Linked DNA regions of Mus musculus: region 1 is linked to region 2. A link is a contact called in public HiChIP or PLAC-seq data. All regions are on one chromosome and are shown on one strand. The core of a region is the stretch at or near the end of the contact, and the rest is flanking DNA. Distances in the headings are between cores, read along the strand shown. Region 1 has its middle 140 kb from the start of Gm30524. Region 2 overlaps Gm30215 (a long non-coding RNA gene).

The links. HiChIP or PLAC-seq counts read pairs in DNA pulled down with a chosen protein or histone mark.
Region 1: a contact with region 2 is called in an H3K27ac HiChIP or PLAC-seq map of heart atrium, with 4 times the contacts expected there. The contact joins two enhancer-like sites. A contact is called at or near these places in 1 of 15 datasets of contacts at CTCF or cohesin (the NIH/3T3 cell line), 2 of 115 datasets of contacts at active chromatin or transcription factors (heart atrium and trophoblast stem cells) and 1 of 9 other capture datasets (embryonic stem cells).

Annotation. Positions count from the first base shown.
Region 1 is chr6:141,088,223-141,093,287 of GRCm38.p6, forward strand. No RefSeq gene overlaps it. Among named protein-coding and RNA genes, the nearest start is that of Gm30524, 140 kb to the left of the region's middle. Within about 2 kb of position 3,754, at least 9 of the 459 cell types and tissues checked have an H3K27ac peak or open chromatin away from gene starts, as enhancers often do. A contact at or near this core is called in heart atrium, where this site is marked.
Region 2 is chr6:140,765,206-140,770,142 of GRCm38.p6, forward strand. Gm30215 (a long non-coding RNA gene) reads left to right here. Exons shown (of 10, transcript XR_003956541.1): 5 at 1,693-1,926. Among named protein-coding and RNA genes, the nearest start is that of Gm30215, 87 kb to the left of the region's middle. Within about 2 kb of position 1,351, at least 16 of the 459 cell types and tissues checked have an H3K27ac peak or open chromatin away from gene starts, as enhancers often do. A contact at or near this core is called in heart atrium, where this site is marked.

The sequences.
Region 1 (5,065 bases), core at 2,504-5,003, 330 kb after region 2:
TCAGTTGGCAATGGACAGACACCCTACATACAATTCACCTCAGGTTATTGATGGAGAAACTATGAGGCTTGCCCCGAATTTAGTGCTTTGAAACTTGAGGCTGTACTCTGTGTCTGTACTCTGTGTCCAGGTCCAGGTTCGTCATGCTCCCATTTCTGCTGTCCTTCTAACGCCAAGTTGTTCAATTTCTTTCTCACATTTTATACCATGTGCCACATGAACATTTCTGTGACAGCCCTTAAGTAAATAACAGATCTTCAAATCAGGTTTTATTTTTGAGGCAGGGTCTCATTTTGTAGCCCAGGCTGGCCATGAGGTTCTTTTTTTTTTTTTTTTCTCCCAACACAGGATTTCTCTGAGTAGCCCTGGCTGTCATGGAACTCACTCTGTGGACCAGGCTGGCCTTGAACTCAGAAATCCACCTGCCTCTGCCTCCCAAGTGCTGGGATTAAAGGCGTGCGCCACCATGCCCAGCATTGGCTGTGAGGTTTTAATCAGTGTCCATCAGTTTCCTAGATGCTGTTACCCAGCAGATACCATTCTACACATGGTCATTACAAAGATAAATGTGATCCATGTCTTAACACTAAGAAATTAAATAAAACCTCCTAACATTTATGGAGAGGTGGGGATTTAGTTTGGGTCGGGTTGTGTCGTGCACAAACCTGTCTAGAACCGAGGGCCAGGATTGGAAATGGCTTGATATACAGCAGGCAGCGCTCTCACAGTAAGTGAATTCCCTGAAGGCATCATAGAAGGGGCATCATTTGACCCAAGAGACAGGGCTAGGAGGATCTGGAGTAGCTAAACAAAGTTGCAGAAGTATTTGGAGAACCCTTGGCATGCTCAGGAGGGTTGGTGATTTCGGATGACTGCAAAATAAGGTGAAAGCTTTGACATAGCAGAAAAAGTGACAGGCGGGGACTGGATCTGAGAGAGCAACACCCGACCTGCCTAGGATATTGGACTTTATCTTGCAAGGTGTTGCTCTAGAATTATATGGTGGTACCTGTGTGTGTGTGTGTGTGTGTGTGTGTGTGTGTGTGTGTGTGTGTGTGTGTGTATGTGTGTATGTGTGTATGTGTGTATGTGTGGGTGTGCGCGCGAGCGCACGCGTGTGTGTATATCTGTGTGTGCACATGTGATTCCAGACATGGAAAAAGCCTCAAGCCTGGTGCTCCGAGGGACTAAGTGTCAGTGTCTGATGGAGAGGAGCAAACTCAGCAGGTGCCTTTGTTTGCACAGCTGCAGCCACAAGAGACTTCCATAGACTTAGTAACTTATACCCAGCAGAAGTTTCTTCTTCAGTTGTAGGAGGCTGGAGCTCACAGGCAGCTTGGCGGATTCTGGTGAGGAGCCTCTCCTGGGAGCTGCACAGCCCTCTTGCATTGAATCTTCACATGGTGAAAAGGTGCGATAGCTCTCTGGGGTCTCAGTTGTGTGGACACTGGCCCAGTCTTCATGACCTGATAACCCACCGAAGCCCCTGCCTGCTGCCAACTGTGATCAGATTGAAGGCTAAGTGTTAGTTGGTGAGCTTACCCGAGACACAAACCTTCACTCCACTAGAGAGAGCTTTCTGAGTTCTAACTTGGCGAAACAAGCTACTTTTCACTTGTATAGACTTAGGAAAAGCAGCAGGTCACGGGTGTATGTGGAAGACCATGCGTTCATGGATGGTATTCTTCCTGTTGTGAAACACAAGGTTTTTAGACCATGCTGATCTGCAGTCATTTCTGGGTTGTTGTTGGCTTCATGGCATTGGGAACATTGTTAAACAACTCAAGTCTAACTGGGAGGTTCCAGTTGAGCTTGCAGGACTAGATACAGTAATCAAGTTACCTAATGAAATGTTGAACAACCGAGGAAGAATTCAGGTTAATTCTGCTCGTTTATTAGACTCTAACACTAGTCAGTGCGTGTCCACAGACTAATTTCCTGAACTAGCGCAGTAGATGAATATTTAGAGAAATCCAATACAGAGTGTCACTCTCAGAAACCCTTATTAATTAGCTATTTGTCACACTATAAGTTCACTATCTCTATTAATATTAGTAGATTGTCCCAACATAAATATGTCTAAATAAATCAAGATCATCTTCAGGAAAATGGCAAGTACGGCAACTGTGGTACGTGTGTGTGTGCGTGTGTGCATGTGTGTATACATGTGTATGCATATGTGTTTGTATATATGTGCATGTGTGCATGTGTATATACATGTCTGTGTATGTGTGCATATGTGTGTGTGGCCTCTATGTGCATGTGTGTGCTTTGTGTGTATATATATATATGTATGTATGTGTGTGTGTGTGTGCATGTGTGTGAGAACATACTCATGCCCATGTACATGTTAATATGTCTGCATATGAAGGTGCATGTGGGGATCAGGGCATCTCTGAGTTGTCCACCTTTTTTATTTCTGAGCAAGGGCCTCTCTCTCACACTGATCCAGGATTCACCAAGTAGACTAGGCTCACTAGCTTGGACTTCAGGGATGCACCTGTCTCCATCCCCCCCAGTGCTGGGTGACAAGTGTGAGTCACCACATCTGGGTTTTCTTTTTTAAATACCTGGGTTCTGTGGTTAGTACTGAAGTCCTCGTGCTTGCAAGGCAAGTACTTTAAAAACTGTGCTATCCCCACAGTCTTGATCTATGGTTTAAAAATATTTTTAACTTGTTGTACAGCCTGAAACTATAAATATGACACATGTCCTTAGATGAAGACATGCTGATGGAGAAAACACAGAGATTTGCCAAGAACAACAAGAAATTGGAAAAATCTCATTCTTAAATATTTTGTTGCCCTTTTACTGTGGAACCATAACAGACAAGGAAGGAAAAAAAAAAAAGGCCCAAAGCAAAACAAGGCTCTGTTTTACCCATCTCTACCTGACAAAGCCAACATTTAACATAAGCCAAAATGTAGGAATTTGTTCTCAAAGTGTGAGTCAGGAGAAACCAGGTGGTGGGTTCCTTATCAAGTATGCAGTGGCCAGATAAAACCTGATTGGAGATAGACCCATTTTAATTGGAGCAGGCCCCTGAGGAAAAAGACAGACGTCAGCAAGCAGCTCTCTGGATAAACAGTGGCTGGAGAATCGTGTAGTAATCCCATTCCTATTTCATTAATTCTCCTTAAAAATAAACTTACCCTGTATTCTCTGGAAACAAGAATCTCAGCCCCTGTGCTTTCAAGGGAAGTGGATGTGTATGTTATGAATTCATTGTCTGGACGTCTGGAAAATGTTACTGAGTTGGGTAGGCGTTTATCAATCTCTGCAGCCACAGGGAAGGAGCCCAAGGTCCGCTGTGCTTGAAGGAAAGGTTTCCCAGGGAAGAGATCTAATATCAGCTGCCGCGATCATCACTCACTTGCTGTGAGCAGAGCAGAAAGCCCAGGATCATGTGGATCTTTTCATATCTGTTGAATGACTGCAAAGTTTTGAAACACGAGTAAAGCATGCTGTTAATTGGGCTGTATGTGTGGTGCCTTTTTAGCTGTTATTTATCCACAGCATCTGGTCCTTGGCTGTCATCCCACGTAGTCAGGCACAACATCATCCATCATCGCTTAATCTCGTGTTTCAGAAAGCACGGCCCATTTCTGATACGAAGCATCAGACACTTTGAAGTTATGTTCATGCACTCACGTCAGAAATCCATGAATTATCAAGGAATGAAAGTGGGGGCCAATGAGATGGCTCAGTGGGCAAAGGAGTGGCCAATGAGATGTCTTAGCAGGCAAAGGCAGGGCCAATGAGCTGTTTCAGCGGCAAAGGAGTGGCCAATGAGATGTCTCAGCAGACAAAGGCAGGGCCAATGAGATGTCTCAGCAGGCAAAGGTGGGGCCAATGAGCTGTTTCAGAGGCAAAGGTGGGGCCAAAGAGATGTCTCAGCAGGCAAAGGCACTGTGTAAGCTTGCCCACCCGAGTTTGATCCCTGGTCCCTCAGTGGAACTGAGTTTCCAGAGTTGTCCTCTGACCTCCACACACATTGTGCCACATGTTTACTTGAAACCCCCTCCCCATATCATGCACATATATAATAATGCTAAAATTTAAAAGTAAAAAAATAAATTATCATTTCCCTTTGTTTCACTCTGCCAAGGTTTCCTCCTCTCCTTGATCTACATGATAAAAGCTGTGACTCTGTCACAAAACGTGTAAGAATGGATGGGTTATATGCTCATGTCTTTAGGTTGAATTAGATCATATAATACTCTATATTTATATATTTTTGAGCTATCTTAAAAAGGAGACTGCAAATCTTCATTTGTTATTAAAAGTCAATAATCTGCCACCCATCGCTGCAAAATTATGCTTTTCTACTAGTCGATATTAAAGATTAGAATTATTTTATTTTATGTGTTCTGCTTCTCTGCATGTGTGTCCACAGGGTGAGTGCTGGCACCTGTCCTGATCAGATCCTGACACGGGAGTTATAGGTGGTTGTGAGCCTCTATGTGGGTGCTGGGATAGAGCCAGGCTGATCTGCAAGAGCAACAACTGCTCTTATATGCCTGATACATCTCTCCAGCTGCTAGTTGATTTCTTTAAACCAGGTGGCTCTGCTTGTGGAGTTAGGTTCTTAAATAGTATCTCATAATACATTATTCAAAATAAGATCTGAGATGTGTCAGTTTCTCATTTGGAAGTTAAGTGGCTTCACTCCCCACGCCTAAGCATCCTTTTGAACACACATTCTAGCTGAGACCCCTTGTAGGCTGTGTTCTTCATTCCCAACCAAGAATCCAGCCAAAATACAAATAACCAATAACTGGTATCGTTAGAGTATCATGCATATATAAAAAAATGCAAGAGACATTTCAATGGCGAAGAAATATGTTAACCTTGACTTTACAGTTTAACAAATAAGAAAATGAGTTTGGTAGTATCTGGGGCCGTGAAATAGTCGTGTATCTCTGGACACAGATTCTCAAAATCTTATTTCCTGGAAGGGAACTTATGAAGGCTAGTGGTAAGTTGCCTTGCTCCCGAAACTGTTCATTATGTTAAACAATTTACATATATGAAATATTTTGCAAAGTCAGAGGCAGAACTTAGG
Region 2 (4,937 bases), core at 101-2,600:
TCACCAACTGATCCCTGTTGGTGGAGTTGCCGCTCAGGTTGCAACTGTTAAACTAAGGAAATTTGATAATTGACACTATGTTTAGAATACAAACGCCCCACATCTGCCAGCATCTGCCTGTGTGTATGCGCAGACGAAGACTGGGTCAGTGATGTCAGTGGAGTGTCTTTCTCAGTTGCTGTCTACTTTATTATCAGAGGCAGGGTTTCTTCCAAAACTAGAGCTCTCTTTAACTAGGCTGTTTGGCCAATGAGCTCCATGCATTTGCCTGTCTCTGCCTCCCCACTGCTTGAATTACATGTCTACTCTGCCATACCAAGACTTTTGTAGGTGCTGGAGACCCAAGCTCAGGCCATCATGTTGGCCCAACAAGTATTTTACACAGTGAATCATCTCCATTGTCCTTAGCTTCTTAAGGAACACTTAGAGAAAATACCTTTGGCTTTTGACACCTTCACTGTTGTGGTGTGTTGTGGATAGTCCTGGTGCTGTTTGTATTTTGATGCTAATTCTGCTTCCCCAGGAGGGGCTGCGGATGATGGTTGTATCACCAGTGACTTCTTGTAAACCTGCTCCCCACCTGGTAAAATAAAGGCTAGGGCCGGTGACTGGGCAGTGGAAGGGAAGGTGGAGCTGAAAAGTTTGGTGGAGAAGGAGGAGAGGAGAGAGAGAGAGGACAAGGAGGAGAGAGAAGGAAGGAAAACGGAGGAAGAGGAAGATGCTCTAGATTCAGTGTGGCGTTAAATAGCCACAGGTAGCCATGAATATATCATAAAAGGATAGAATAATTGGGATAACTTGTCTAATCTAGGTGGGCAGCTTGTATCATTATCAGTTGGCTCTGAAATTGCTGTGTGGGCATCTTGTGAATTGAGAATTTACTGATATATAAATCTGACTGACTAATTCTAAGCTTCTAGAGTTTTGATTTACTGGGCTAAGGGGATTTGTGACAACTAGCCGCAGGGGGTGGATGGCTGAGAAGGTACAGGCAGCTCTGAGGCAGATAAACCAGAGCTGGGAAGACTGCATCATGGCTAGGCTAGAGGTGGAGAGACATGGGCAGAGTAGCTGGGTATAGTGTGGGATGGTGCATTTTAAAATATTTCCTGCAACAGTAGTGTGAAGAACAAATACATCTTTAGAGTAATGTTTTGTGTGTTTTTAGCATTTAGACAAGAGACTTTTTCCACTTAAACTGGACGTCAAGTGACTGAAATCTTCAAAGTCTTCATCAAAACGGTATAGACTCAAATTTTGGAAGTTACTAGAAATTTCACAATGAGAAGATGCTATTAGAGCACCTAGCCAGAAGGTGGCGATCTTACCTTTGTGCTCATAGAAAACAGTGTGTCCGTGACGAGTTCGCAAGGGTTCAGAAACCTCTGAGGACTGTATTTCCCTATTTGTATTCAGATACAGTTTTATAGCAAAACAACATGTTTTTTTTTTCTCTTAGTGAGAACGTGGATAAATGGACAGAACCATTCTATAGACAATTTCTTCAATGATGTGTTCATATGTGAAATGGTTACGATCCGTATGGATGAGAAAATGCTCTCCTAGCAAATGTGAATTCTAAATCGTATCAGTCTTTTCTCCTTCGTTTATGATCTGTGCGTCTTAACCTGATAAACGCAGCTGCGCGGACAATAGAACAGAAACAATGTCCCTTCCTTTCTTTGTTCTTAGAGATTCACCATTATCTCAGAATCAAAATCTGGAACCTTCGTGATCTGGCTGAAGTCAGGAAGTTTCAGGCAAGGAAATCAAGGAAGATCTTCGGGCTTTAAACCACGGTCGAAGCTGATATCTAACCTGCAATCACTGAAAAGTAGACAATACAATCCACCCTCTTCAGCAGGAAGCAGTTACACCCTTCTAAGCCCCATGACCCTTCTGTCATTCTTGCCGCTGACCTGGAAGGTGAGAAAGCTTTGACTTCTGTAGAGACATCATAATGTTTTGTCTATTTTTGGTTTACTTCATAAGCTCTATATACAAAAAAGCTAATTGGTCTAGCAATGACTCACGGTGCCCAAATTAGGCAAAAAGTTGTAATAAAGATATTTTCTCTTAGAAATTGGTCATTGAAGGAGGGGTATGTACAACTTTAATTTGATTTAATTTAATCAAAACGAACATACATTGCAGGTGTAAAATGTCAAAGTGCTGAGCTAGCTAAGTAAAACTGGGTTTCCATGTTGTCAGCTCTTTTGCTCTAGACATTGTGTGGTCAGGGAACTCGGAGAAGAATGGGGGTGGGGGAGGGGCTAGAACAGGATGTCACCACAGAGAATACGGGAACTAGAATAGGATGTCTATTTAGCTTAAAGCAAGGGGATTATAAGAAGCCCTTTTGGCTACAGTCAAAGAATTGCAAGGTTTTCGGTATGGCAGGTGAAAACAAAGGCGTCTAATTTCTTCACTGTTAAGATCAAATGGAAGGGATGCTTGCATTTGCCTGGTTAGCAGAGTATTCAAAATCAAGCCGTTTCTATCAGGACAACTTCTTTGCCTCTCTCAGAGGGAAGGAAATGAACCAGAACTGGAAAAGAGCCTCTGTTCTCCCTTCCAGTTGATGCCGAGAAGAGACTGGTGCTTAAGTTCGTGAGGTCCAAGTGAAGATGCCTCCTCCACCCCACTCCGGCCACCCCCACCCCTGTTTCCATTCTCTTCCTCTATAGGGCGCTGACCCAATTCCCCAGGCTGTGTAGGGACCCAGCCATTGTCACAGAAGCTCTGCTGTTTTTTAGGTGCTGCAGCTGTCTTCTCTAGCCCTCTATCATGTTCTTGAGATCACAGCCCCTAACTTCTAACCTCAGAAGCCTAGCTATCCTTACGGTCCAGTGTAGCATAACCCGATGTCTGTCTGCTTTTGTAGCCCATAACAGAGAGAGAGAGAGAGAGAGGGAGAGAGAGAGAGAGAGAGAGAGAGAGAGAGAGAGAGAGAGAGAGAGAGCCCTGCAGAGGCTGACCATGGGAGGGGGTGTGGGAGAGGGGCAGAGACAACGTGCGTTTCTCTATAAGGGCCTCGGGTGAATTTTATGTGATATTGATGTGTCCTTGAATTGCATATTTTGTGGATTTGCAGAGCCAACTGCAGAGGCTGGAGCTCCATAGAGTCATAGGAACTTCCTGTCCCCGCCCCGAACCTCGTTGGCTCCTTCCTGTTGGGGGAGCTATAGAGCACACTCAAGCTACCCCCACCCCAGTTCCCCTGTCTGTGGACCTGTGCCAGAGCGACAGAGGCTTCTGAAGAGAGATTTTTATACACTTATCCTAAAATCTCATTTTACCTTGGCTTCAAAGGGTCGGATTGCTGGAGAGATGGCTCAGAGGTTAAGAGCACTGACTGCTCTTCCAGAGGTCTTGAGTTCAAATCCCAGCAACCACATGGTGGTTCACAGCCATCTGTAATGGGATCTGATGCCCTCTTTTGGTGTGTCTGAAGAAATGTACACATACGCCTAAAACAAAGGGTCAGATAAATGGGTCTTAAACAAACAAACGAAAAGAAGGCTACTCTTCTCTTAGGGATTTCAGAACTCAGAAGGATGTCTTGAAAAAGAGGCGAGAAACCTTTTGTTCTTGTGGATAAGAGGGTTAGGACTCATGCTAAATTGTAACTTCTCCCCAACGGGTCTGTTCTGTGAAACTCCCCCTTGAATCACACGTTTAGGATGATAGTGGAAGAGACCATAGAAGATTGAGGTCCACGGGCTGCCACTTCTAGCTGTTTATGGTAACTGGGTCTCCGAGCCCCTGCTGGGTGGAAAATAGGCTGCATTTAAGTGGGAATTGAGACGACAGCACGTGTGGGAATCACGTGCCTTTTCCCGCAGGAGTGGGCCTTTCCTACAGCGTCGAGTGCTTACTGCTGCTCAATGTTGTATTACAAACTTGATTTCTTATGTCCTCAGAACTCCTCAGCTTCCTATGAAATAGAATTTCTACTTACTGCCTGCTTACTCCTGCGGGATGCTAGAGAAGTCCCTGGGTTAATTTATGCTTAAGTGCTTTGTTCAAGTCAATAATAATCCTAATGGGGGCTATTAAGACGTCGCCCAGACAACGGACTGACTGTCCCCCTCCCCACCCCCATTTCCTGCTAGAGGATTTTTTCCCCCACGTCTCCCTTGGAGTAGGATTTGTGATAGATGATATATGTAAATGAGCAATCAGTTCCGCTGAAGAGACTGTGAGGCAGAGGAAAACACCCCTGGTCTGCTCACTTGAGCTCTCTCTCCAACGTGGTGCTCAGGCTGCTGAGTGTCGTATGGCTGTATGGCGCTTGTGCTGGTCTTTGTCTTCAGCCCTGCTAGGTTCACAGCACGCCGCAGGAGCTCATTGGACAGACCAGCACTGTACTGTGGGTATCTTGTCACTGGGGGGCTGCGGTGGGAGTGTGGATCATGAAGGAAACAAACAGTTAGCAGTTCGGTCACATTGACCAGTGTACGAATACCTAAGAGCCACATGCAAATAGATCATTGTATAATTTATTTTTAAAAATGACTTCAAAGATTTGTAGGATTTTTTTTTTTTTTTTTTTACTTTAGCTGTGTGTGTGCATGTGTGCACGCACGTGTGTGTTGTGTGTGTAGAATATATTTTGGGGTTCATAATCGGGATTCATTTCCTTAACTTCAATATACACTGATAGCCAGTGCCACCAATACTTTTGTTCGTTTGCGAGTGACTAAATAGTGTTACAGCATGCAGCCATTTTGCTCTCAAAAGAAAACCAGGGACTGGAGAAATGGCTCAATGGTTAGGAGCACTGGCTGCTCTTGCAGTGGACCTGGGTTTTGTTACCAGCATCCACATAGTAGCTCATAGCTCTCTATAGCTCTGGTTCTAGGGGATCCAATGTCCTTTTCTGGTCCCCAAGGACACAGCATGCATGCAATAAGCAGGCATATATGCAGGGAAAC